Regions from separate parts of the Mus musculus genome. Here all the other regions are linked to region 4. Evidence: chromatin contacts called from public Hi-C, HiCAR-type, HiChIP or PLAC-seq, Micro-C and promoter capture Hi-C data. All regions are on one chromosome and are shown on one strand. The core of a region is the stretch at or near the end of the contact, and the rest is flanking DNA. Distances in the headings are between cores, read along the strand shown. Region 1 holds the start of Ptp4a2 (protein tyrosine phosphatase 4a2). Region 2 overlaps Pum1 (pumilio RNA-binding family member 1). Region 3 holds the start of Pum1 (pumilio RNA-binding family member 1). Region 4 holds the start of Fabp3 (fatty acid binding protein 3, muscle and heart). Region 5 holds the start of Spocd1 (SPOC domain-containing protein 1). Region 6 has its middle 25 kb from the start of Pum1. Region 7 holds the start of Sdc3 (syndecan 3).

Region 1 (3,297 bases), core at 422-2,921, 490 kb before region 4:
GCTGAGTCATTAGATCTTTCTTTTTAAAACTAAGTTCTAAAGGGCAGCTTCTGGTGAGGAGCGATGCTCCAGGACTGCCTCGTGGGAAAGGGCTAATGACCACTGACCACTGCATTTCCTCACAGGGCAAGGGCAGGATGAACACACTGGGGAGCGATAGCTCCAGGGGCATTCTCATTTCCTTGTAAGTGTCAATCCTGGGTGGGCGAGGGTTCCGTGCGGGATAGTGAGTATACACTTTTCTGCCCACTCCCATCTTGGGGAAATCTAACCCACTTCTCAGGCCAGCCTCCAGAGCCTTTTCCTGTTCCACTTGGCAATAGCCCAAACCAGCCTCCCAACTCACCGGGTAACCACATTTTCCAAACAAGAAATCAAGATGCATGAACTGGCTTATAACTTCTGGCCAGGTTTCAAAAGCAAAAGGCAAACAAAAACAAAACAAAACAACACAACACAAAAAACCTCCTTCCATTAGAGAATCTCTAAGATAATCTTCAAAACTGTTAAAATCCAACTCAAACTTTTTTTTTTTTTTGAGGCTCCCAAGAGTTGAATTTAGGGCCTCACATGCAAGGCAAGCTTTTCCCAGAGTTCTATTCCCAGTTCCAATTCTAGAGGTGCTTTCTTTCTGTAGACCAGGCTGGCCTTGAACTGGGTTTAAAGGCATAGGCCACCACCGCCAGACTTTTTTTTTTAATCACGCCCATTCTTCATACTTTATTTAAGTATTGAAGAGTATCTGTGCTGTGAAGACAGTATTCCGCTTAATAGTTGAGAATACCTAGGAAAAAACTTTTTCCTTAATTCTGCATTTCCGTATCTAAAGAGTCTGTGTGTTGCTTGCCCGATAGAGGTCTGGGGAGCAGGGCAGAGAGACTTCGCAGAGATGTTCGAGGCCTCCAGGAAGGACAGCCAAGTATAAGGTACTCGGTTCCCCACTTCTGAGCTGGAAATCCCCGAGCTCAGGCCCCGGTTGCCGCCCAGTCCCAGTCCCAGACCCAGCGGGATCTGGCTCGAGGCGCCTCCCGGGATCCGGAATCCGCCCGCGACCTTGCGGGTCACTGGGTGGCCAGAGGCGCTAACTTAGACCCAGGTGCGGATGGGCGAGTCGCAGAGTGGGCGGGCGCTTCCCTCAGCCACGTTCGTCACCCCGCTACCCCCACCCCGCGCCGGTCACATGTATACGCCTTCCGTCGCCCCCAGTGCCGAGCGCAGCAAGCCACGCGGAGGCGGAGCGCGGGAGGCGCCCAGGGCAGTGGGTCAAAGCTCTGTAGGCAGAGTGGGTGGGGCCAACCGCCGCGAGCCGCCGGCAGCCAATCATCGGTTCCGAGGGCGTGGCTGCGCCGCGCGCGCCGCGCCCCGCAGCGCCCCCTGAGGGGCGGCGGCGGGAGCTGGTCCGGCTGCGCGCGCAGCGGTGGTGGCGGCGGCGCGATCGGCCGGGCTGTAACCGTCGTTCGTCCGGGAGCGGCTGGAGCGGCAGCAGCGGCCGGGCACGGCGCGAGGCGACGCCAGCGGGCAGCGGCGGTAGCGGGGGCAGCGGCGGCAGCGGGGGGGGAACACAGCGGCGGTCGCGGCAGCAACAGTAGCAGCAGCAAGACGGACTCGTGGACACGCGCCGCCGCCGCCGCCGCCGGGCCGGGCCGGGTGTCGCGCGCCGAGGCTGGGGGGGAGTCGTCGCCGCCGCCGCCGCCGCTCCCGCCGCCGCCGCCGCCGCCGAGGTGACTGAGGAGAGAGGCGCCTCCTCGCTCCCGCCTCCGCCGGCCTTCAATGCCCAGTCCCCAGCTTGCCAGCGTGAGTGCGCCCCTCCCGGGCGGCCCCGCGCGGCGCCCGGGCCTCGGGCAGGGGAGGGCGGGAGGCGCCGCTGCCATTAGAGCAGGCCCGAGACACGTCCCCGGAAGGAGGGCCGGGCCGGGCCAGGGGCGGGGAGCGCGGCTCGAGGTGGGGTGAGCGAGCGAGAGAGCGAGAGAGCGTAGAAGAATGCGGGAGAAGGTGCGTGTGCGGGCAGCATGTGTCCTTGTGGGGGCGAAGGTGTGGTGAGAGCGAGTGGGGACGAGGAGGAGCGTGGCGGACTAGGTGGTGTGCAGGGGTGCGCCTGCGTTTGTCCGGCGCGTGAGCACAGGCATCCTGGAGGCCCCTTGGTCTTTGTGTTGATAGGGAACCCTTCGCGTCCAGGGACTTAATTCACTCAAGCGTGGGATCCCTGAGTTGCAGTCAAGTAAGAGAAAAGGGTCTGAGTCTCCCGTGACGCTGATCTCTGGCGTTCTTTCCCCTTTTCGTAAAAATGTATTGTAAATTTATGAATTTCCAGAGATGTCTTTGCCATCCTCCCCACCCCCATTTCCCAGCGCTAACCATCCAAGCTTGACTCTTGTCCCGGAGTCTGAGTTTTAGCCGGTAAAGTATTCGGAAGCGTAAACTTTTTTTTTTTTGGCAAATGCTCAGTGTTGAGGTCAAGGCTATTTAATGAGGTAAGCCGCGGTATCTTTTATCTGTGACTCTCTCGTATCCTTCTGCAGAAAAGCGCCTAAGAAACGGTCATAAATATCGATAAAGTGCCATAGTTTAGTTTCTGCCCTTGGATTTGTCACGAAGTATAAAGTGACTAATCTAGCGTCATTGTAGGCATTCAGCAAATGTTTCAGTTTGGAGTCGCTATTGCTGGATTAGTATATGGTATTTACTTGCTTCCCCGCTCTGTGTTACTGAGCTGTTTCAGACAGGAAGTGAGAGAAGTTGAGCCTTGTTAGTGTGCAAGAGGAAACTAAGACTATAGAAGAACTCACATTATCAGAGCTTCGTTTTTTGATCCTGACACTCTTAGTTTTGGATCGGATGATCGGAAAGAATTGTTAATGGACTTTTTCTATGGGGGATGCAGAAGAAGTTCTTTTGTTTCATTTGTTTTATTGGACTTTTAGAAGTTCCAAATAGGTTCTTGATTTGGTATCATCTCAAATGCTTCATAACAGGTTGGCTTTGAACTCTGATCTTCCTGCCTCAAGTCTCTCCCAAGTGTTAAAGGTATAGGTATATAAGTAGGCTGAGTTGGGGATTTGAGATGAACTGTTGATAAAGATTTTCTGTTTAATGATGTAATCATAGAAGGTAATTGGAAATAAGTGAGTAAAACTGAGCCTGGTGGCAGAGGTCTGTGATCTCAGCTCCTCGGGCATCAGAGGCCAGAGGATGGAAGGTTTCAGGGGCAGTTTGTGAAACTTTGTGAGGCCTAAATCTCAAAATAGTAAAAAAAAAAAAAAAAAGGAGGGGGGGTGTTCAAAATAGTAAAAGGGATCT
Region 2 (3,362 bases), core at 560-3,059, 440 kb after region 4:
TCCCTTGTTAGTCATATTTCTCTGCTTAGCTATTGTCCTGTTCTGCCTAGGAAAATAAGGTGGTCACTTATTCTGTCCCACAGTAGCTTTCGTCCACAGAATTGCTTGTTGATAGTGCAGGGGATTTGCTCAGCTTTTCTTTTGGTTCCATAGGAGCTCACTGTTTCCTTACCTTCTCGTTGCTTGTGGCTTTCCCTTTCTCCAGTCCTCTAAATTGCATAGCTTTTGAGCACAAGTCTTAACACTTCTCTCTTGGATTTCTCTTCTCCCTGCTCTGAAATGTGGCGTGGTTCTGTTATTCTCACTTAGAGCTCATCAGAGCCTGAGGGGACGATGGTTGGTCCTTGGGATTAGCACTACAAAGCTCTAGTGTCAGGATTCTAAGATTGGCTGAGCTGGCATCCTCTCTCGATGACTTGTGTGCAGAGCTTACCAATGCACTGCTCTTTTATTCTTTAATAGTCACATTGGCTCTCACAGTACACCACAGTCAGTCCTGTCTGATTTCAGGTTCCTTACTGTACCAGCTTGGGCCTCTGCCTCCAGATAGTAATCACTCTTTGTGCCTGGCATGACCTGATTTTATTTTGGATCATTTCTTGTGTCTCTGTTACTGACAACTTTTATTTGCTTGTGAATGGATTCAGTTGTCTTTTCCTTCCCTGAACTTTTGAATGTTTTTTTTTCCCCCAAAGTCAGGTACCTTTCTTTTTTAAATCTGTGTAGCACAGTTGTTGTCTCAGAGGGGCCATAAATGTTAAGTGGCTTCATTTCAATATGAGAACAAAGGCAGCAAACAACCTCTGAAACTGTTGGGGTGTACACCTGTGTAAGTTACACTCTTTTCAACCAGTTTTAGTGTAAGATTTCAGTGACTGGAGTGTGGTTCTCAGTGATGTAGATTATCTCCACAGTGGTTTCCCTGATTATGATGGCATGGCAGCCTACTTGCCTTTGGGAGCTAGACAGCACAGCCCTGTCAGTAGTGTGACCTTGCCTGGCTCCCACTAACATTTGCCACACCTGAGTGCTATGCACTGCCCTTAGTGCTAGTTTCTCTGAGTTTTTGATCATCAGGATGATGAATGTGTAGTTGATGAGATGATAGGTGGTTTGCATATCACCTAGACTAAAGATGATTTAAATAGTCTGCCAGATAACAAGAGACATTAACTACCCAGACCACGGAAGGAAGGATTTTTGTTAACACAGAAATTGAACCAGGGGTTCTGATTAGCCAGTTTCAGCTAAGCACTCTGGGGTGTTTAATTTCGACCACATGACCAAGGTCCAAGTAGTAGAAGTACCAGCTCAAAGATTTGATGGCTGAGTGTAAGTGTTTAAGGTGCTGTCCTTGCAGAATCACACCCATCTTCTTAAAGGCCAAAAGGCCACACCCTTAACCTGGCATACCTGCTGTATGAACAAGAAACCCAGGCAGTGGGACAGTTTCCTTAGGTTTCTTTCTCCCCTCCCCCCTTGTGGCTTTTTTACCTTACTGTCTGTGGGCACTTGTCAGGTGAGTTTGGAGACTGTCATTTTCTTTAACTTGGAGACCAGGCTTTTGAATTGTTTAAGGTTCTGAAAAGTCATCAAGGCACTTTAGTCCATATTCTCACTATAAGAAGATGGTCCGTATTGTAACACATTTCCTCAGCAACACAGTGGGCATTCTTGGTCATGGTAAGCCATAGGCATCAAACAGCACCCACCTAGATGGAGCTTATGATTAGGCAGTGATGCAGTCTGCCTTGTGGTGTAGAACCTTGCCAGTGTGTGCTGGTTTATTTTTATTTAATGAGAAGCAGCTCCTCTGCCAGCACAACTGTACTATTTGGAACAGCTTGGAGCCTAAATGCAAGGCTGCTCACTGTTAGTCATGCTGCACGTGCTTAGCCTTGTGCTGGGACCGAGAAAGAAGGCATATTTCACCAGATTCCAGGAGCTGTCTTTGAACAGTTTCTTCTTTTTCCTTCTTGTGTAAGTTCTTTTAAATATGTAAAATGTACTCAAACTATTTACTCTTTAAGTCATGACACTGTCTTGAGGGTGGATTCACATCTTTTTTTTTGTTTTTTTTGGTACCAACTTCAGCATCAAATTTTGATCTAGACTTTGACCCCACTGGCTTCTCTCCAAGCTACCTTATTATGTTCAGATCTGCAGCTTTGCCTTGTGTGGCGGACGTTGAGCTGTCCCTTCTCAGCAGAGAAGGTGAACTGTTGACCTGGAGCAGAGTGTTGAGTTTCTGTGCTGTGGTCAGTAGCTCTGGTGAGTCAGGGTTAAGGTGCGCTGTGCTTTTGTCAGTAGCAGTCAGCTTGAAATGTGAGACTTGATATAACAATGTGTGAGTGTGTGCTGTGCTTGTTGTATTGAATAACCTTCTGACTTTAAACATGGACAAAATAGTCAAAGATTTTTGAAATTGTGTGTGGAGGTCCAGTTATGTGAAGGGTCATAGATTGCTTCTGGGGTTAGTGATGCAGGGGCTTGGTAGCCTCAGCTAGTCCTCAGATGACTGGTGAAGGCAGAACACAGCTGAAATTTGTTCTTGTCCTTTCTGTTTAAACTCATGCACTTTCTATGTATTCCTCTTTCACAGCAAACTTTGTCTGATGTCTACCATGCATCTTTTCTTTCTCATGGGGTAAACATGACTTCTGGCTGGATATGCTGTTTCATGTCTATAATCCAGCACTTGGGAGGCTAAGGAAGGAGCAGCTCTAGTTTGAAGTCAGACTAGGCTACATAGCACGGCCTTGTCTGACAAACAGATCTCGCAGTTTCTCCTGTTTTTAAGCCCTATTCCTTCAGTTCCCCTCCCAGCCTCTCTTTTCAGTAGTTTTCTCACTTTACCCATATATGTCTGGCTGTAGTGCAGCCTGGCTTCAGAAGAGCATCAAATACAGTCAGTAGCTCAGTCCCTCTCTCCTCTCTCATAAATATTGCCTAGCACAAATCTTTATGTTCTTTAATATTTTTTTTGGGGTCTCACCTTTTAAGATCTGAATAATCCTAAGATCACACTTGTAAAACTTCTCTTTTCTCTGGTTCCCTCTAGGCCCAGCTGTGGTCCCTCACCAATATTATGGAGTCACGCCATGGGGTGTCTACCCTGCCAGTCTCTTCCAGCAGCAGGCAGCTGCAGCTGCAGCAGCTACAAACTCTGCTACTCAGCAGAGCGCTCCGCAGGCCCAGCAGGGACAGCAGCAGGTAACAGGAGAGCCTGTGAGGGTGGGCGTGGTGTGATGTGTGCTAGTGACAGACCAGTGAGTGCATCTGTGTGCAAGCGACTCACAACTGATGTTGATGTCTTCATAAACACAGGGTTCCTGTGTGTGTGTATGTATGTGTGTGTTTGT
Region 3 (3,634 bases), core at 1,132-3,631, 350 kb after region 4:
TTGGTTTTTTTTGAGACAGGGTTTCTCTGTGTAGCCCCGGCTGTCCTGGAACTCACTCTGAAGACCAAGCTGGCTTCAAACTCAGAAATTCTCTTGCCTCTGCCTCCCAAGTGCTGGGATTAAAGGCATGTGCCACCACGACTGGCAGAAATTTTTTGTCTTTTTTTTTTTCCAGAGCTGAAGACCAAACCCAGGGCCTTGCGCTTGCTAGGCAAGTGCTCTACCACTGAGCTAAATTCCCAACCCCAGAAATTTTTTTTAAAAGAGCAGTCAGTGCTCTTAACCACTGAGCCATCTCTGCAGCCCTAGTTTGGAAATTTTAAGTTGGATAATGAGTAAGAGTCTGAGGGCAGCATATGTCACACTGGTAAACACTTGATAACAGTGGTCTCAAGAGTCTGCTGGAGGCTGTGCTCTGATAGGGTTATTCTGGGGTTGGGTTTGTGTCTTAGAGCCTTTGAAAGTAAATTTCTTTAACAAGATCAGAGATGGGTGATGTTTACTCCGCTGGGATTGCCTCATCTGATTGACTAGTGAGTCCTCAAGACGAATATCTCCTGTCTATGGCTAAACCAGCATTAAAGTCTTACCAAATGGATGACGGAAGCTGAAGTTCAACCTAAGGAAACTAAGCGGGACAGCGGTGGGACCATCTTTAATCTTAGCACTCGGAAGGCAGAGGCAGTTGGACCACTGAGTTTGAGGCCAGCCTGCTCTACAGAGCAAGTTCTAGGACAGCCAGGTCTTTACTGAGAAACCCTGTCCTGAGAAACCAAAAAAACCAAACTGAATCAACCAACCAGACAAACAAAAAAAAAAAAAAAAAAAAAAAGAAAGTAAAGAATTAACTATGGCTCTCAGGACGAAAGCATGGAGCCCAGAGTTGTCTGGTAAGAAGCTAAAAGGTGTAATTTTCTCATATCTGTCATCTTTCTTCCTCCTGTGTGCTTGCATACTATGGCTATTCAGTACTGTCCAGGGCCTTGGCCTGATGGAGCTAAATGCATTATCTACTTGATTTCACAAAGCATTGTTAGCAGTGTGGGAAATGAAGGTTCAGTTAAGGAATTTCAGGTCTGGTTACAAGCTGGCTTTCTGAATAGAGTATGTTCTTGAGTTTGAATATCGAGACCTGGTGGGGGGGGATGTAGCTCAGTTGTTTGGTAGGGTGTTGCCTGGCATATGTGAAGTCCTACATTTGGTATGTCTGTAGTAACAGAAGGAAGGTATGGAAGTAGGCTCAGGGGGTCAAGGTAATCCTTAGCTACACAGTGAGTTTGAGGGCAGCCTGGCTCTATGACACCCTATCTCAAAAACAGAAATAAAAAAAAAAGCGAGGTGGTGGTGGCATAGGCTGTTAATCCCAATACTCAGGAGGCAGAGGTGGGGATATCTCTGTGAGTTCTGAGGCCAGCCTGGTTTACAATGGGAGTTCCAGAACAGCCAGGGCTACACAGAGAAACTCTGTCTTGAAAAATCAAAAAGAATTTAAAAAGCCTAAAAAACCTAAAAAAAAAAAAAAAAAAAAAAAAAAAAATTGAACGGTTCTTGAAGGCAGAGACAGGTGGATTTCAGTAGGTTAGAGAGCAGCCCAGCCAGAGCTACAACAAAAGACCCTGTCACAATAAAAACCAAACCAGGGCTGGAGAGAGGGCTCATTGGTTAAGAGCACTGACTGCTCTTCCAGAGGTACTGAGTTCAATTCCCAGCAACCACATGGTGGCTTACAACCATCTGTAATGGGATCTGACACCCTCTTCTGGTATGTCTGAAGGTAGGACAGTGTAATCACATACAAATGCATCTTTAAACCAACCAACCAATCAACTGAAATGGAGTGCTTGCAAACACCTCTGGCTTCTAGTTCTCAGCTTAATTTGCTTAGTTTCCATCTTGATATTTCTAATGACCTTTGAACAAGGGTCCTGCCATTGTCATTGCGCTCCAGATCCTGCAAATTAGGTTGAGGTCCTGCCCTCCATCAGCATGGTCGTTCTGTTGCTCTTTTCTTTTGTATGTTACACTGGGGAAACGAGGCAGGAAAAGATGCAAAAAGGCCAGGAGCCAGAGGGCTAGAAGGGGTTCGAACCCAGACACTGGCCAGGCTGTGCCAAGGTTCAGGCACAGCCCCAGGTTGGCGTCCCCTCCCCCCCACGGCAGCCCGGGCACTCCGTGCGCGCTCCCGTGCCTCCCACCCCGCTCCCTCCGCGGCGGCGGCGCGCGCTCGCCCCAGCGGGCGGGCACAGCGGTTGTGTGGCCTGCGAGTTTCCCCGAGTTCACACAGGCCCTGCCGTTGGCATGGCAACCGGGCAACCTGTTCCAGAGCCGCCCGCCCGCCCGCCCGCTCCGCACACGCCGCTGCCACCGCCGGAGCTGGGGCCGGCGCCGGCGCCGCTCCCATGATGCACCGCGTCAGCCCAGTCCCCAGTGGGCCGCCATGTTGTCGGAGTGAAAGGTAAGGGGGAGCGAGAGCGCCGGCGAGCGAAGATCGGGGGGCCGGAATCCATCTTCATCCTACCGCTCCGCCCGTGAGTATCCGCGCCCCGGTGGCCCCAAACCGTGCTCCGAACCCCCAGCGAGCCGATGCGCCTCTCGTATTGGCGTTTGGCAGCGGTTGGCGGGGCGAGAAAGGGCTTAGAGACGCCGCCGGGCCTGGCGGAGGCACCGCGCTCGCTCCGCTCGTACGTGTTTGGGAGGCGGCAGCGAGGCCCTATTGTTATCCGCGAGGAGGGGGTGGGGAGCGGGCCGCGGCCGGGGCCCGGCTCGCCCGCGGCTGCCGGCGGCTCCGTGCCTCCGTTCGGCCCTGCCGGGAGTCCCTAGAGGTTGGTGTTGCCGTTCGGCTCGGCTTCTTTTTTTTTTTTTTTCCTTCCTCCCCTGCATTTATTTATTTATTTTTTGGATGGATCTGAGCAGCCCCAGGTCCTCTCTTGTGGCCGCGGAGTGGAGATTCTGTGGTCCCGCGGGCTCCTTGGACTTGGCTGGAGCTTCCGTGGCAGCGCCGAGGGAGGAACAATACAAGGCTTTAGAAAGCGGGCGGTGGGCCACGGTCCTCGGGCGAGCCCCCCATGGTGGTGGGGGAGTGGGCGATCTTGCAAGCCTTGAAATATGGAGAGGTGACCATCAGGAAGTTTCGGATCGCTTTTTAAGCGCCTGGGTTCCTTGTGGCCTTTTGTTTCTGTGAGAGCTTGTGTGTGTTTTCCTCCCCCTTGAGGAGGGGGTGTTCTTCCTCTCTGATCCTCCCTGTGTTGGTGTGCTTCCCTCTCCAAGGGGCTTTCAGCAGGTAGTAGGACAAACATGTAGATAGCTACACAGTGCTACAGTTTCGGTCCTCACGAACGCGGTGGGTAAACATGGGTCATTTGTTTGACTCGTCAGTACCACTCCCACGTTAAGGGAGGAACACTCCAGTAACTTTTCTCCAGTGAAGCTCACCCCTCTTCCCAAGAGCTCCCCTCCCACATCGCGAGGAACTCCCACATAGATGACCAGAGAAGGCTTTATCCCCACCATAACTTTGAAGGATTGTTCGTTTTCATTGTGCAAATTACGATAACGCTTCGTTACACTTGATCATTTTGCTCACCCCATTAATTACTGGGATTATTAAGATGATTTATGAGGGCTTTTGGGCGTT
Region 4 (3,409 bases), core at 379-2,878:
ACTGCAGGTATACTGGTCAGGCTCCAGAGCTCTGGTAACCGTTCCGGAATGACTACCCTGCACAACCTTCTAGAGGCCAAAGTTCTGTGCTTACCACTCCGTCCCGTGTAGAGAGCTCAGAAATTCATTTATGTCCCTCTTCCTCTGAATCCCCAAGTCAGGACAGGTCCCTCCTAGAGTCACTCCCAGAGGGAGTACTTTAGCCTGTACCTTGATCCATGTGGACTTCTCCAAAGCAGGGCCCGCACAAACCAGGAGCTTACTTTGAGAGAGTATCTTGCCTTGGCTCAGACTGGCCCCCAACTCAGGAATCTCTTGCCTCCAGGTGCAGGTGCCGTATTAACTGTTGGCTCAAGCCAGAGCAGCGGCACACAGCTGTAACCCAGGAGACAGAGGCAGGAGAATCTTTAGTTCAAGGTCAACCCCTGCTACACATTGAGATGCTGACTTGGTAATAATTAAACAGAAACTGCTGAACTAAGGAATAGGCTCCACTGAGGTTCCCTTACTCACCTGTAAAAAGGGGATGATACCACCTACCAACGAAAAAGTTGAGTGTGACCATGCCCTGAAGTAGGCTACAACCATCAATAGTCGGGTCTTATTTAATAACGTACTTTAAGGTGACAAGCAGTCTAGTGGCAGAAGTCAGGGGAAAAAACTGACTTCAGCAGAGGGTCGCGGCTTTCCGGGAGTTAAGGTGGCCGAGGCCGGAAGAACCCTCTGAATAGACAAATTGTCTTCGCGGAGTGAAGAACGACCCTGGCACAAGCTCAGAGGTCAGTAAATAAAGCCTGAAGCGCTTTCAGGCAGCGGCGACGGGTGGGACTGCGGAGAAAGGCGCAGGCGGGAGACATTCCGCAGGGAGGGGCTAGCACGTGTGGGGCTAGCATGAGGGAAGCAAGGTCACGTTCTCCGCCAGCAGGTGAGGCGCTGGGCAGCTCAGCCATCCGCGGTGTCCAAGGCAACTCTTTTCCACTTGTCTGGTAGGAGCAAGAGGGCTCAAAGGCCACTAGACCATGCTCTCTGTCCAGGCTCCAATTCTTTTTTACTTACGGCGACCGCGTCATTCCTCTCCGAGCCTCTGAGCCTCTTCTACAAGAAGAGGACATAGGACCGTTGAGATGGGTTTTTGGGTAAAGGCCCTTGCTGTCAAGCCTTGACAACCCCAGTTTGATACGTGGGACCCACACGGTGGAAGCAGAGAAGGGACTCCCGCGAGTTACAACGAACGCCCCAGTCTCCCACCCCTTCCCCATAAGTACGCCTACACGAGCATACACAATATAAGAATAAAACCACAGCGAATTAAAAAACAAGGCGGCAGAAGGATCAAGCGGCGTTTCTCCAGCGTGGCACCAGCTCAAGGGCGAGTTTCCTTTCAGTATGGCCGGGGGATGCTCTACTTGGGTTGCGGGAAGCGCCCCGCAGCCAGGCCAGGGATGGGTTAGATGGCACCAACAGGACCGCGGGCGCCGCTGACGTAGGCGACGGGAGGGCTGTGGGGGATGGGCCCCAGCCCTTTGCGGGAGTGCAAGCCCCGGCTTCCTATTTCGGGAGCGAGGGGTGTGGGCCACTTTCATCATGTGATGCGAGGGCTATTTAAAGAGGCTGTCCAGCCGGGAGCTGCGGTTCTCAGTGCCTGCTCGCCTCCTCACTCATCGCACCATGGCGGACGCCTTTGTCGGTACCTGGAAGCTAGTGGACAGCAAGAATTTTGATGACTACATGAAGTCACTCGGTGAGCGAACGAACGGCGCAGGATCTAGGGTCAGGAGGGCCGGCAAGGCGGTCTTGGCGCTGAGCTCCCAGGGGGAGTGCCCCCATGTGCCTCCCGCAAGCTCCTAGCCAGTCCAGACAGGGAATACTGAGGTGCGGAGGGTGGCCTGGGCTGAAGCCACTCCACTCCACCCCACCCCACCCCGGCCTCCTGGGAGGGGGGTGTCGCGGTCCAAGCTTGGCGAGCCTCGTAGCTGGAGGGGAAGGGTAGAGGCAGCTGTGGCCGCAGAGGTCCGGGATGGGAGGCTTTCTAGGAAGCAGTGTAGGTGATCCGGAGGTGGAAAGGGGAGGGAAAGAAGGGCGGGAGGCTGGCCGCAGGAGAAGGCAAAGAGGAGCATGGTGGTCCAGAAATTGAATTCCGAAAGGGAATAGAGCAGATAGGAGTGTACAGAGCCTGGAGGAAGACTAAAGAAAATCAGTGAATTCCATCTGGGAAGAGGTGAAGATACAGCCAGGCAGTCAGCAACAAGCCCTACCCCTCCATGTTGGGGTAGTGAAGAGGCCTCTCTCTGGAAGATGCCCTGGTTCTCACCAGCCTGACCTTCACCTACAGTGTGTGCAGCCACCCCTGGGATCAGTCGGAGACGCTGCTGCTAGAGCAGGGCAAGACGACCACTACACATAGGCTTCCCGGCCGCACCAGTCGGCCACCGGATCAGTGCTGGGGATAGGGTGAAGAAAGCCTGGGATCGAGCAGAGGGTGTCAGAAGAAAGGTGAAGAGCTATGAAGGGAGAGTGTGGCTTGGGGCTGGGGAAATTGTGTGGTGTGGGCGGTGACACAACGCCTTTAACCAGCACTCTGGGAAGCAGAGGCAGGTGAATCTCCCGAGTTCTAGGCCTGGTCTATACAGAGAGAATTCCAGGACAGCCAGGACTACACAGAGAAACCATGTCTTGAAAAAAAAAAGAAAGGAAGAGTCCCATGATTTACTTAATAGGAAGACAGCTTGGGACACATGAGCTCATCGCCTCATAGGAAAGCCCAGGATTTCTTTTTGAAGACTGAACTAGAGCCTTGTGCATGCCCCCTACTGCTGAGTTATACTCCCCACTCACACACACACACACACACACCCTCTTTTTACTCTGTGTAACAGGTTCTCACTAACTTCCCCAGGTTGGCTTTGATCTTGTAACCTGCCATCTCGGCCTTCCAAATAGTTGAGAACCCAGAACTACCTAGAGTTCTTCCCATTTCAACAGTGGGGAATGTCACATGAACCACTTATCCAAGACGGCCCCAGCCCTTCCTTTCTTGCCTTGAGCTTAGATAAAGACCTCTACCTGCGGAGTCCCTGGCTATATCATCCTGGTCTAGGAGGCTGGGGCAGGGAAAACAGGACTGTGTCATGCCTGAGCTAGCTTCCACTCCGTCTTCCCCGGGAAGGAGGGCTGGAATCGGACATGTTGAGGGATGTGTGTAGTTGCCTCTCACCTACTTCCAGCTCTTCTCTGAAACAGGCCCACAAAGCAATTTGTCCTTTTGGTTTGGGGAATGGAACCCAAGGCCCTTTGCCCGTGCTAAGCAAGCACTGCGACTGCTGAACCACATCTCCAGACAGGGCTCCCACCGGCACCTACCCTACCCTGAGGCTCTCCAGGAAGGCAGCTGGTCTTGTCTTTTAAGACA
Region 5 (3,356 bases), core at 565-3,064, 380 kb before region 4:
AGAGCAGGCGAGGCATGCACGGAGATTCTAGAAATATATACATTTGCACCTTTATTTCTTCCCAAGCTGGAAATTACGCTGAAATAAATAAGCTTTTAAGACAAACATTATCCTTGAGTTCCATACTTTAAAAAAAAAAGTATTTTTCGAATGCTTCTTAAAAAGTGGTTTTGAAATATCTAAAGCAGGAATTTAGACACATAAATCCACAATAGTAATGTGAGATTTAAAAATACCCCACGGACATGGGGTATTTTTAACACATGACTGATATTTAAAAATACCCACTGAGGGCCTGGAGATGTGGCTCAATGGGCAGAGTGGTTACCCACCATGCCCGAAACCCTAGCTCCATCCCTAGCATGGCATAAACCACTGTGGTAGTCCACACCTGTGATCCCAGCACCCTGGAAGTGAGAAGATTAAGGCTCCCATTGGTTACTTACTGATTTCTAGGCCAGTCTGAGATTCATGAGGCCAAATCAAATCAAAATTCATAAGAGAGAGAAAGCAATTGACATATTAATTAGATGAAAGATATTTTCAAATATTGCTTCCATTCTCCCATTCCAGTGTGCCTTCCTGCTCTCTTGGGAAGAGGTGAGGTGGAAGTGGCTTCCCAGAATCCCTTGCAACTGGTATTTTATTTGTTGTATCTATTTAATTCGGGGCAGGGTCTTATACACCCAGGCTGGCCTCTGAATTCAAAGGCAGAGGGTGGTGCTGGGCAGACTTCACATTTTACTTTGCTTCTCTCTCTCTCTCTCTCTCTCTCTCTCTCTCTCTCTCTCTCTCTCTCTCTCTCTCTCTGTCTCTCTCTCTTTCCCTTCCTTCTCCCTCCTCCTCCTATTTATTTATTTATTTATTTATTTATTTATTTATTTATTTATTTGTCGTTTTTTTTTTGAGACAGGGTTTCTCTTGTATAGCCCTGGCTGTTCTGGAACTCACTTTGTAGACGAGGCTGGCCTGGAACTCAGAAATCCGCTTGCCTCTGCCTCCCGAGTGCTGGGATTAAAGGTATGGGCCACCATGCCCAATACATTCAATTTTTAAAAATTAAAAAATATTCAAAAACTAAAAACTGGGTGGAGGGGGGAAAGAATAGTAAATAAAGTCACCACATGTGGGATCAATAACTAATTAATCATAAATTATAATATATATAATCAACAACTAATTATACTATTAACAATAAATATAAATAATTAATAGATTAATGGATTATTAAGTGCCATATCACTTGGTTTTTAAATTTTAAGAGCCAAGTGATATGTGCATGGGAGTGTCACCCATAGCTATGAAATCAGGCAAACAAAATCGACCACAAAGAAAAACCCCAAAGTTCCACAGAGTAGAGGGTTGAGAAATGAGAGGAAGTTTAAACTTTTCTATTTCTTGACGTTCTATTCGACTAGAAGGCACATGTGTGTCTAGATATATTGTATGCCAGACAATATTAAAATATCTAATTAGGAAAAATAATCAGATTTGAGTTTAACAATCCCCAGGGGTTTCAGACACCTCCTCCACTCTGTTTACAATCTTAGGCAGCTTTCGGCATCCGGGGGGTCTGCGATTCCTTTGCCCACGCACCCCGCACCCCGCCCGGTCGCGTGGAGGCAGAATGATTGGCACCTCCTCCCAGAAGCCCTCGGCAGGGAGCGAGCGCCTCCTGCTGGACAAGAACGCCAGCACCCCTAGGGAGCCGTTGCTGGGCACCACCAGGTCCTGCCTCCCACCCCTTGGATCCAGGACCATCTTCTCCGCATCACGTGCTTCTTCCCTCAACCCCCCCCCCCGGCCCCCCAGGAGTAGAAGGAGAAGGAGCTGTAGCAGCTCAGATGTAAGCGGTTGGAGCTTTAGGTCGGAGGTCCTAGTGCGTTCAGGGACTGGCTTGATTCAGAGTCCTGTTTATAGGAGTGGGGTATAGATAGGGCTGAGATTTCTGCTCCGTGTGGAGCTGGCTTTTGCATTTCTGGGAGAATCTCCTCTTTTCTGCTCTCTGTGTGCTTTTGGGCAGTCTCTGAACCAGCTAGGGTGAAGCGAGATACCTCATTTCACAGTGTCACTGATAAGTAGTGACTTTTACCCTTTTTCATTTAAGCAGAAAGCTTAAAGGGTAAAAAAGCTCTTGGGAAGCTCAGAGGAGTGGCCCTATCTGGATAGCTTCCCTTCTGCAGACTAGTGCGAGGAGTGGGGGTCGGGGGAGGGAGCATGTCTAGGAGGTGAGTTGGCAAGCCGGGGAGGACTACCCAGTCAGGCTTTCCCTGAGACCTCCCTCTTTTCCACATAGGCCTGTTGACAAGTTTTTAGCCAGGGCTGGTGGACAGAGGACATTGTCTAGGTTCCAGGACTCTCTGTGTGACTTCTTGGCTACTGGAAGCTCCAGAAGTCTTTGTGGTACATCACTGGACTTCCCAGATAGAGTACTGGTCTGTACAGAGGGGCCAGCAGGAATGGAAGAGGCCAGCAGCCCCAGCTTTAGACAAGCCACCACTGTCGAAGGAATGGTTTCCCCAGAGGATCCTACACTCAGCAAAGAGGGGCTCAGTGCAAAGGGCCCGCCCCCATCTCCAGTCCTGCCCCCTTTCCGAAGGAAATGCAGGAAGTGTGGAATCTGTCCCCAGGAGGAGGAAAAGTCAGGTTTTTCCCTGAGGTTTGGTCAAAGACCAGATGGGGACCCTCCCGAGTGTGCTTCTCCAGAGGCCTTTGCAGGTCCCCCAAGGCTTCTTTCTTCTAAGGACACTGAGCCTGGAGAGCCAGGTGGAAGTTGGGTGGAATGTGCTGTAGAAACCGAGGTTGAAAACATGCTCTTTTCTAAGGATGGGGTTGCGCCAGACAGCCTTGATCACCTTTTTGAATTCCCAGGGCTCTTTGGAGGCGAGCCCCTTAGTCTGGTCACCCAGGAGCCTCTTCAGAGTCCAGCACTGTACCCAGAGGTGCTGACTGAGGATTCTACAGATCAGCAGGAAGTACAGCCCGCGTTTGTGGTTGGCAGCCCTGGCACTCCACCTGACCCGGTGGGGCCAGAGGACAAGGCCCAGTCAGGGTCCAGGATGGAGCTGGAACAAGGACTTTCTGCCCCAGCCAATTCCTGTGCTAGCTCCCCAGAGCCCTTGGGTGGGCTCGATGGTGCACCCCTAGAGCAGAGAAGACCTACACATGTGAAGAAGCGGCCTTGGACAAGTCCAGATGACTCAAGCCAGGATCACGCAGAGGGAGCCAGTAAAAAGGATTTTCCCAGACTGGTAAGTTGAAGCTGATAGTTTAGGGTAGGATGGCTGGGTGTGGCACTTAACAGAAGTAAACTCCAGTGTCTCTTATTGAGCGTCTTCTCTCGGACTTGTTCTGTT
Region 6 (3,324 bases), core at 247-2,746, 330 kb after region 4:
AGAAGGAGCCATGCTTGCTGTGAGTGAAGACAGCTGCACAGGTCCTTTCCCATGGCCAGCAGGGATATTCTGCACGGTTATCAGGAACTCTCTGCTCCATCATGGCTCAGTCTATCGACCTCTGCAGCTGGAAAAATCAGTGATGTCATGGGGTAAGAGACTGGGACAGGTGCTCTGCCGGCCTGATCCATGCCCTGGGGGAGCCCAGATTCCACACAGGAATGCTAAACCTTCAGGCATCAAAGTTCAAGAAGATAATAGGTTTATCACAGGAGATCTTGGTGAAGTGGCACACACTATTGGGAAGGCAGGAAGAAGGCTAAAGGTTCTGGAACCATCTTGGTCCACACAGGTAAGTCCAGGCCAGCCAGGACTACATAATGAGACCACATCTCAAAAGCAAACTTGATAAGTTGATGGGTTCCTCGGGATGAAAACCCAACTATAATGTAAAAGACTAAAGTGGCCGGGCGTGATGGCTCACACCTTTTTTTTTTTTTTTTTTTTTTTTTAAAGATTTATTTATTGTTATATGTAGGTACACTGTAGCTGTCTTCAGACACACCAGAAGAGGGCATCGGAGCATCGGATATCATTGCAGATGGTTGTGAGCCACCATGTGGTTGCTGGGATTTGAACTCAGGGCCTTTGGAAGAGCAGTCAGTGCTCTTACCCGCTGAGCCATCTCACCAGCCCGATGGCTCACACCTTTAATCCCAGCACTTGGGAGGCAGAGGCAGGCGGATTTCTGAGTTCGAGGCCAGCCTGGTCTACAAAGTGAGTTCCAGGACAGCCAGGGCTACACAGAGAAACCCTGTCTCGAAAAACCAAAAAAAAAAAAAAAAAAAAAAAAAAAAGACTAAAGTGTTCCATAGAGAGGGGAAAAACAAAACAATAAAGCTAAAGTCACATGATGCAGGTTCAAAGACAGATGAAGGTTGTGGGAGCCACAGCTTAGGTAAGCGATCTACCTCAAAGAAGCCCAGTGTTTATTAATATAAACTCAGAGCTAGGCTTCTGGGCACAGGCTTGCAGTTCCAACACTCAGGAGGCTCAGGCAGGAGGCTGGGAAGTTCAAAGGCTGCATGGCCTAGACTAATCCTATGTCAAACACAAATGGAGCAGGTGAGGTGACTCAGCATTTAAAGGTGCCCTGGAAACTGATGCCTTGGAAGCCACGTGATGGAAGGAGAGAAGGGAATCGTGCAAGTTGTCCTTTGACCTACACTGTCAAGCCTGCATGTGCTCCTGTGTGTGTGCACACACACACACACCCCAGAACAAGACTAAATAAATAAATAAATAAATAATGTGATTTTTAACACAATTCCCAAAACAAGCAAATGAAAACAAATTCACCGGATGACAACTTGAGCTTCCCTGGGTATCCTCTAGAGAGGCCTTGAGTTTGATCCGAAGCATCACACACAATAACAAGAACAAGGAAAACAGAGCACAGAAGGGCTGGGCATAGTGGAATGCACCAATCACTCCAGCCACTGGGGAAGCAGATGAGTCACCTGAGGCCAGGAATCTGAGGACAGCCTGACCAGTATAGCCTGTCTCAAGGAAGCAAAACTAATCCCTGCATTCAGAAAGCAGAGGCAGGAGGATTACTGTAAGTTCAAGGCCCAGCCAGGTCTACATACTGGCTTCGACCTCTGGCCTCCTTATACTTTACATTAAACCTGCAAACACACATGTTGCACACTCATCACACCTTTTTTTTTTTTCTTTTCTTTTTGGGTTTTTTGAGACAGGGTTTCTCTGCATAGCCCTGGCTGTCCTGGAACTCACTCTGTAGACCAGGCTGGCCTCGAACTGAGAAATCTGCCTGCCTCTGCCTCCCAAGTGCTGGGATTAAAGGCATGCGCCACCATGCCCGGCCTCACACCTCTTAATAAATAAATTAATACATTAGTAAATTAAAAGTTGGGAATAGTTAGGAAAGAGGCAAAGTCCTAGCTTGTCCCCCATGTGAACTGCCAACCCCCGTAGTAGCCAAGATCCATACAGGGCATGGCAGGGTCTGCACTTAAGGCGATCCTGCGTGTGTGCGTGTGTGCGTGTGTGCGTGTGTGCGTGTGTGCGTGTGTGCGTGTGTGTGTGTGTGTGTGTGTGCACAGAGGCACTTGGCAACAGCTCAGGGGAGGGGAGAGCTACATACCTCTGCTGACAGTTTGTTCTTCCTCTGGGTTCCAAGACGCCTGTAGTATTTGGCTTTAGGAAGAGACCCATGTGTGACTGTGCTTGTCCCTTGAGGCCCCTCGTTCCCTTGGCCATTTATCACAGAGAAGGCATGGTATAGGGTGAGGCTTAGGCCTGGCTCCCTTGCAAGGGTGGCTGCATCAGAGGCCAGGACAGGAGCTAGTTTGTTCCTCTGCTGTTATGGGAAAGGACTTTATGAACCACACCTTGAGCAAAAAGTCCACCTGGCCCCACGAAGGCCCTCTAGATTTGGCAGAAAGACTCCCAAGGACCTAGCTGGGGCTCTCACTTTCCTCTGATGAGGGGAGTTTGGATGGGGTAGCTCAGAGGCCTCACACTCGGTTGGCAGATGTGAAGCCCAGATTCATCTCCAGCAAAAGTATTCACTCACCCACTGCCTAGATTAACTTCAAGAACTTGGCTGGGGGAGAAAGGCAAGGAAAGCAACTACCTGGCCTGGAACTTGCTCTGTAGACCAAGCTGGCTCTGCCTCTGGAGGGCTGGGATTAAAGGCATGTGGCCCTCTGGCCAAGATGATCTCCCACTGAATTTACGTAAAGCGGGCTGGTTTTGAACTCATAGAGATCTGACTGCCTGTGCCTCCCAAACGCTGGGATTAAAGACAAACCTATCTAGGCACATTAGTGGTGCACAGATAAACACACAGGCAAGTAAAATAAAGGTAAGTGTTTAAAACACATATGCTCATGAAGCTTGGCTCTGTGTATGTGTGTATACACGTGTGTGCACGTGTGTGTGCCTGTGTGTTTCTCATTTAGCCCAGCTTGTCCCCAGACTCTACTCGCCAGAGATGATCTTAAACTTTTGATAGTCTTTTTCTCCAACTACCAAGAGCTGTGAGTGTAGGCATGTGTCACCATACCTGGCTTATTCAGAACTGGGGATCAGCCCATGGCCTTGTGTGTGCTCCGCCAAGTACAAGACCAATTGAGCTCCATTATCTGATTCCCAAAATACTTTTCTCTCCTGTTCTACAGTGTTAGGGGTTAAACATCCCAGGACTTCACAGGTACTAAACACACACTCTACAAGGACTCTTCTGAAATGTTGCAGGGCTTTAACAGGTTTGGTTGTCGTTGTATTGTGCTGTGTCCT
Region 7 (3,420 bases), core at 256-2,755, 480 kb after region 4:
ACAAACAAGTACCAGAGCCCATGGTTGTCAGAACCAGGATTTGAACCCAAGCACTTGCTTAACCCAAAGCTAGAGTCCCTCAGCTCCTGGCTATGCTAGTGATAAAGCCAGTTCCTGATTCCTAGGCAGGTCAATCTTTTCATGTTGTATTCTTCAAGGCATCTTAGCTTCAAATGCCAAAACGCATCGAATGGGATTGATTTAAAAGACTCTTTGTGAGGGCCTGGGGATGTAGCTCAGTTGGTGGAGCACATGCCCTTCTGCACAAAGCTCTGGGTTCGGTTCTTAGCACAGCACAAATTGGATGTGATGGAGGTAGTAGGAATAGATGTTCAAGGTCATACTCAGCTACATCACAAGTTCAAGGTCAGCCTGAAAGTCCATCTTCCTTAAAAAAAAAGTGTCAACATTTATTTTTATCATTTTTAAAGGATTTATTTTTATTATTCGTGTGTATGTGTGCACACGCGGGCATGCGTGTCACACCTCTGCACATTAATGCAGGTGTCCTTGGAGGCTAAAGGTATTAGATCCTCTGAAGCTGGAGTCACAGGGCGTTGTGTCTAGCCTGGTGTGGGTACCGGGAACTAGTCACTTACATCTTTAAGTAGTATGCTGTATCTCTCACCAGCTCTCCCTCCCCTCTTATATTTGAAAATACAGAGACTCAGTATGTAGCCCAGGCTTTGAGATCCCTCTGCCTCAGCCTCCTAAGTCATGAGTACTGGGGTTACAGGCAGCTACTACTCAGGCTTGGCTCGTTCTCAGCGATCTGTAAGCCACAGAGTGGACGCCCCCCCCCCCCCAGGATGTCTACCGAGGTTAGCTAGGCAAGCCTTGCATACCTGTGATGCCCCAGCCTCTCACTCCCTCTGGGGAACCCATCTCACACTCTGCCTTATATGGTGCGGAGCTTCATGCTCTGGGTTTCTTTCCAAGGACACATGGCCATCAAATGGATAGTGCCGATTGCAGGGACATCAAAGGGTGTCCTGCTCAGCTCACATGCCAACTAACCAACGCCTACCCTTACCAGCCTCCCCGGAGACCCCTTAGTGCAACTGAGCCCCTGTGAATGGGAAACTGGAGACTTCACCAGCGTGTGAGCAGCAGACGCGTGCTGGTGTTCGCCATGCGTGCCTGTAGCTGACCCAAGCCCCTGCTTCCTGAACTCAGGGTGGCTAGGGGCCTGTGTCTCTCAGACAAACAGGCCAAGGAGAAGCTCAGGAGGACCAGGGGGAACCCCGAGTCGGGGTCCTCTGACACCACCCTACTGGGAGCAGAGAGACCCGGGGTGCTGTCTGGAAGAGCAGGTTCTCCCGCGGCTCGCACACGGCGTGCTTCGCGGATCCACAGTAGGGGGGCAGACGTCAACGCCCCTCGCCCCCCCCCCCCTGCGCGGGGGGAAACTGAGGCCGGGGGCGGTGTCGCGTGCCGGTGTCGCCGCGGCCCCGCCCTCCTGCTCGCCCCGCCTGCGCGGGGGGCGGCGGCGGTGGCGGCGGCGGCGGCGACGCTTCCTGCGGGCGCGGCCGCTGTGGGCGCGGAGCCGCGAGCGAGCGAACGAACGAGCGAGGCGGAGCCGGCGGCCGAGGAGCCGAGCGCAGGTCCCGCGCAGCCCGCGCCGCGAACAAAGGCCGCCATGAAGCCCGGGCCGCCGCGCCGCGGGACCGCACAGGGGCAGCGCGTGGACACCGCCACCCATGCGCCCGGGGCCCGCGGGCTGTTGCTGCCACCGCTGCTGCTGCTGCTGCTGGCCGGCCGCGCCGCGGGGGTGAGTGATGGGCCCCAAGAGGGTCCCCAGCGTGTACCCCGCGTGTCTTTGCGTGTCCCCTCGTCGCGCGTGCCGCGCTGGGTGTGTCCCGGTCTCATGGGGTCCCCTCCCCGCCGGGAAGCGTGTGCGTCCGGTATCCGCTGGGGTCGCCTTCTCCCCACCCCCACTCCATCCCAAGCTGCCTGCAGGGCCTTGGGGGCATTGGAGGAGGAGGGGGTGGGTCGATGAAGGTGACCCGCGAGGGTGAATGAGGGTGACCCTGTGTGTGTGTGTCTGCTTCTAAGAAGGGTGCGTGGGCACCTGTGGGTGTGGGCACGGGAGAGGCTCTGTCCATATGGCTGGATGGCATCCGCATCCCGCTCCACACTAGGGTGACCCATTCTGCACGCTGTGTTCCACCATGGCCAAGGCTGTGTGACTGTGGGTGAGGGGGTGTGTGCTTTGACCCATGGACCTGTGTGAAAGCACACGTATGTGTGTGCAGGTGTGTAGCGATGGTGGACCTGGCTCAGCTCCCACCCCAGAAGACATGGGTGTGTGTGCCATCAGAGGTGGGTACCAGGTGACCCCTGACTGTCCCTTTGAGAAACCGAAGTAGCTAAGGGATTGAACTTGGTTCTGGTTTCACTAGCAGAACGGGAGGAAGAGGGTCGGTCCTGCAGGTGGATGAGCCGGGTCCCTGCTCTGAGGAACCCAGCTCCCAAGTGAGTTCTGAGTTGACAGGTGTCTAAATGTGGGCTGAGTGAGCTGGGGAGTTCTAGGTCCTACCCCCATGTGGCTGACTCCAGGAGCAATGGCTGTCCCTACCCACTCAGATGACCACCAGAGCCCAGGCTGGCCGGCACGCCCCTTCTCTCCTAAGCAAGGTGGCCAGATTGTAGGGAGGCAGGCAAGACTCTGAGCTGCCCTGACAACTGTTAGCTTTGGGGAGGGGACCCCAAGATAGTACCTGGTGGTCGGTTCATGCCTTGCCCTTTTTTTCTTTTCTTTTCTTTTCTTTTCTTTTCTTTTCTTTTCTTCTTCTTCTCTCTCTCTCTCTTCTTCTTCTTCTTCTTCTTCTTCTTCTTCTTCTTCTTCTTCTTCTTCTTCTTCTTCTTCTCCTTCTTCTTCTTCTTCTTCTTCTTCTTCTTCTTCTTCTTCTTCTTCTTCTTCTTCTTCTTCTTCTTCTTCTTCTTCTTCTTCTTCTTCTTCTTCTTTTTCCTTTTTTTCCTGATGGGGTGAGGGGAGAGGTTCCTGAGCAAAAGGCAGCACTACCCACACTGGCAGTGGGAACTGCTTTTCAGCAGCATTATAGAAAATTACCCTTGACATCAAAGATCTGGTTTCAAAGTCCAGTGAAGACCACCACCCAATCACAGTGAGGTCTTGAGCCAGCCTGGCCACTCCTCTGAGTCCCAGCTTTCCTCTCTGCAAAGACGGACTAAGGGTGCCCTCCGGGGAGGCAGAGTGGACACAGAGGCACCTTTGAAGGCATTTTGGTGTTGAGTACAAAGGGCTCAGGACAAATGGCTTCACTGGAGCTACTGTCCCTAGGAAGGAATAATACACATTCTACCCGTAGTGAAAGGATTCAGGGAGATTTTTGAGGACTCAGCACATAGTAGGGCTTCAACCAGGTAGGTGTGAGGGCAAAGTGGAGCTGGCATGAT

What was found. Promoter capture Hi-C pulls out the DNA fragments that hold promoters and counts their contacts. A called contact is a pair of places that touch in the nucleus more often than the background predicts. HiCAR-type assays count read pairs that join an accessible place to other places. HiChIP or PLAC-seq counts read pairs in DNA pulled down with a chosen protein or histone mark.
Region 1: a Hi-C map of cortical neurons shows a contact between it and region 4, with 2.2 times the contacts expected there. The contact joins the promoter of Ptp4a2 here to the promoter of Fabp3 in region 4. A contact is called at or near these places in 2 of 39 promoter capture datasets (cranial neural crest and hippocampal neurons), 1 of 484 Hi-C or Micro-C datasets (cortical neurons) and 6 of 115 datasets of contacts at active chromatin or transcription factors (embryonic stem cells, extraembryonic endoderm stem cells, microglia and 2 more).
Region 2: a contact with region 4 is called in a HiCAR-type map of astrocytes, with 2.7 times the contacts expected there. The contact joins the enhancer-like site here to the promoter of Fabp3 in region 4. A contact is called at or near these places in 7 of 39 promoter capture datasets (cranial neural crest, frontonasal cranial neural crest, hippocampal neurons and 4 more), 1 of 484 Hi-C or Micro-C datasets (bone marrow-derived macrophages), 5 of 115 datasets of contacts at active chromatin or transcription factors (astrocytes, embryonic stem cells, extraembryonic endoderm stem cells and 1 more) and 2 of 9 other capture datasets (embryonic stem cells and pancreatic islet).
Region 3: a Micro-C map of embryonic stem cells shows a contact between it and region 4, with 2.4 times the contacts expected there. The contact joins the promoter of Pum1 here to the promoter of Fabp3 in region 4. A contact is called at or near these places in 10 of 39 promoter capture datasets (the 3T3-L1 cell line, HPC-7-derived erythroid cells, cranial neural crest and 6 more), 1 of 15 datasets of contacts at CTCF or cohesin (the NIH/3T3 cell line), 4 of 484 Hi-C or Micro-C datasets (the G1E-ER4 cell line, bone marrow-derived macrophages and embryonic stem cells), 26 of 115 datasets of contacts at active chromatin or transcription factors (T-cell acute lymphoblastic leukemia, astrocytes, bone marrow-derived macrophages and 15 more) and 1 of 9 other capture datasets (embryonic stem cells).
Region 5: a contact with region 4 is called in an HNF4G HiChIP or PLAC-seq map of pancreatic cancer cells. The contact joins the promoter of Spocd1 here to the promoter of Fabp3 in region 4. A contact is called at or near these places in 1 of 115 datasets of contacts at active chromatin or transcription factors (pancreatic cancer cells) and 1 of 9 other capture datasets (embryonic stem cells).
Region 6: a contact with region 4 is called in an H3K27ac HiChIP or PLAC-seq map of embryonic stem cells, with 2.1 times the contacts expected there. The contact joins the enhancer-like site here to the promoter of Fabp3 in region 4. A contact is called at or near these places in 4 of 484 Hi-C or Micro-C datasets (bone marrow-derived macrophages and embryonic stem cells), 16 of 115 datasets of contacts at active chromatin or transcription factors (astrocytes, differentiating embryonic stem cells, embryonic basal ganglia and 5 more) and 1 of 9 other capture datasets (macrophages).
Region 7: a contact with region 4 is called in a promoter capture Hi-C map of liver, with 6 times the contacts expected there. The contact joins the promoter of Sdc3 here to the promoter of Fabp3 in region 4. A contact is called at or near these places in 4 of 39 promoter capture datasets (embryonic stem cells, hippocampal neurons, liver and 1 more), 1 of 484 Hi-C or Micro-C datasets (nephron progenitors), 10 of 115 datasets of contacts at active chromatin or transcription factors (cardiomyocytes, differentiating embryonic stem cells, embryonic basal ganglia and 4 more) and 1 of 9 other capture datasets (embryonic stem cells).

The regions. Positions count from the first base shown.
Region 1 is chr4:129,818,808-129,822,104 of GRCm38.p6, forward strand. Ptp4a2 (protein tyrosine phosphatase 4a2) reads left to right here and starts at 1,672. Exons shown (of 6, transcript NM_008974.4): 1 at 1,672-1,794.
Region 2 is chr4:130,743,917-130,747,278 of GRCm38.p6, forward strand. It overlaps Pum1 (pumilio RNA-binding family member 1), which reads left to right. Exons shown (of 22, transcript NM_030722.3): 10 at 3,062-3,213. Among named protein-coding and RNA genes, the nearest start is that of Snord85, 4.0 kb to the right of the region's middle. Within about 2 kb of position 1,810, at least 63 of the 459 cell types and tissues checked have an H3K27ac peak or open chromatin away from gene starts, as enhancers often do. A contact at or near this core is called in astrocytes, hippocampal neurons and pancreatic islet, where this site is marked.
Region 3 is chr4:130,660,940-130,664,573 of GRCm38.p6, forward strand. It overlaps Pum1 (pumilio RNA-binding family member 1), which reads left to right and starts at 2,382. Exons shown (of 22, transcript NM_030722.3): 1 at 2,382-2,528.
Region 4 is chr4:130,307,110-130,310,518 of GRCm38.p6, forward strand. It overlaps Fabp3 (fatty acid binding protein 3, muscle and heart), which reads left to right and starts at 1,629. Exons shown (of 4, transcript NM_010174.2): 1 at 1,629-1,741. The coding sequence starts at 1,669. It overlaps Gm10570 (a long non-coding RNA gene), which reads right to left and starts at 596. Exons shown (of 4, transcript XR_868203.3): 1 at 514-596; 2 at 211-375.
Region 5 is chr4:129,926,953-129,930,308 of GRCm38.p6, forward strand. It overlaps Spocd1 (SPOC domain-containing protein 1), which reads left to right and starts at 1,815. Exons shown (of 15, transcript XM_017320505.1): 1 at 1,815-1,846; 2 at 2,297-3,251. The coding sequence starts at 1,845.
Region 6 is chr4:130,636,760-130,640,083 of GRCm38.p6, forward strand. No RefSeq gene overlaps it. Among named protein-coding and RNA genes, the nearest start is that of Pum1, 25 kb to the right of the region's middle. Within about 2 kb of position 1,497, at least 68 of the 459 cell types and tissues checked have an H3K27ac peak or open chromatin away from gene starts, as enhancers often do. A contact at or near this core is called in differentiating embryonic stem cells and embryonic stem cells, where this site is marked.
Region 7 is chr4:130,791,032-130,794,451 of GRCm38.p6, forward strand. It overlaps Sdc3 (syndecan 3), which reads left to right and starts at 1,506. Exons shown (of 5, transcript NM_011520.3): 1 at 1,506-1,771. The coding sequence starts at 1,640.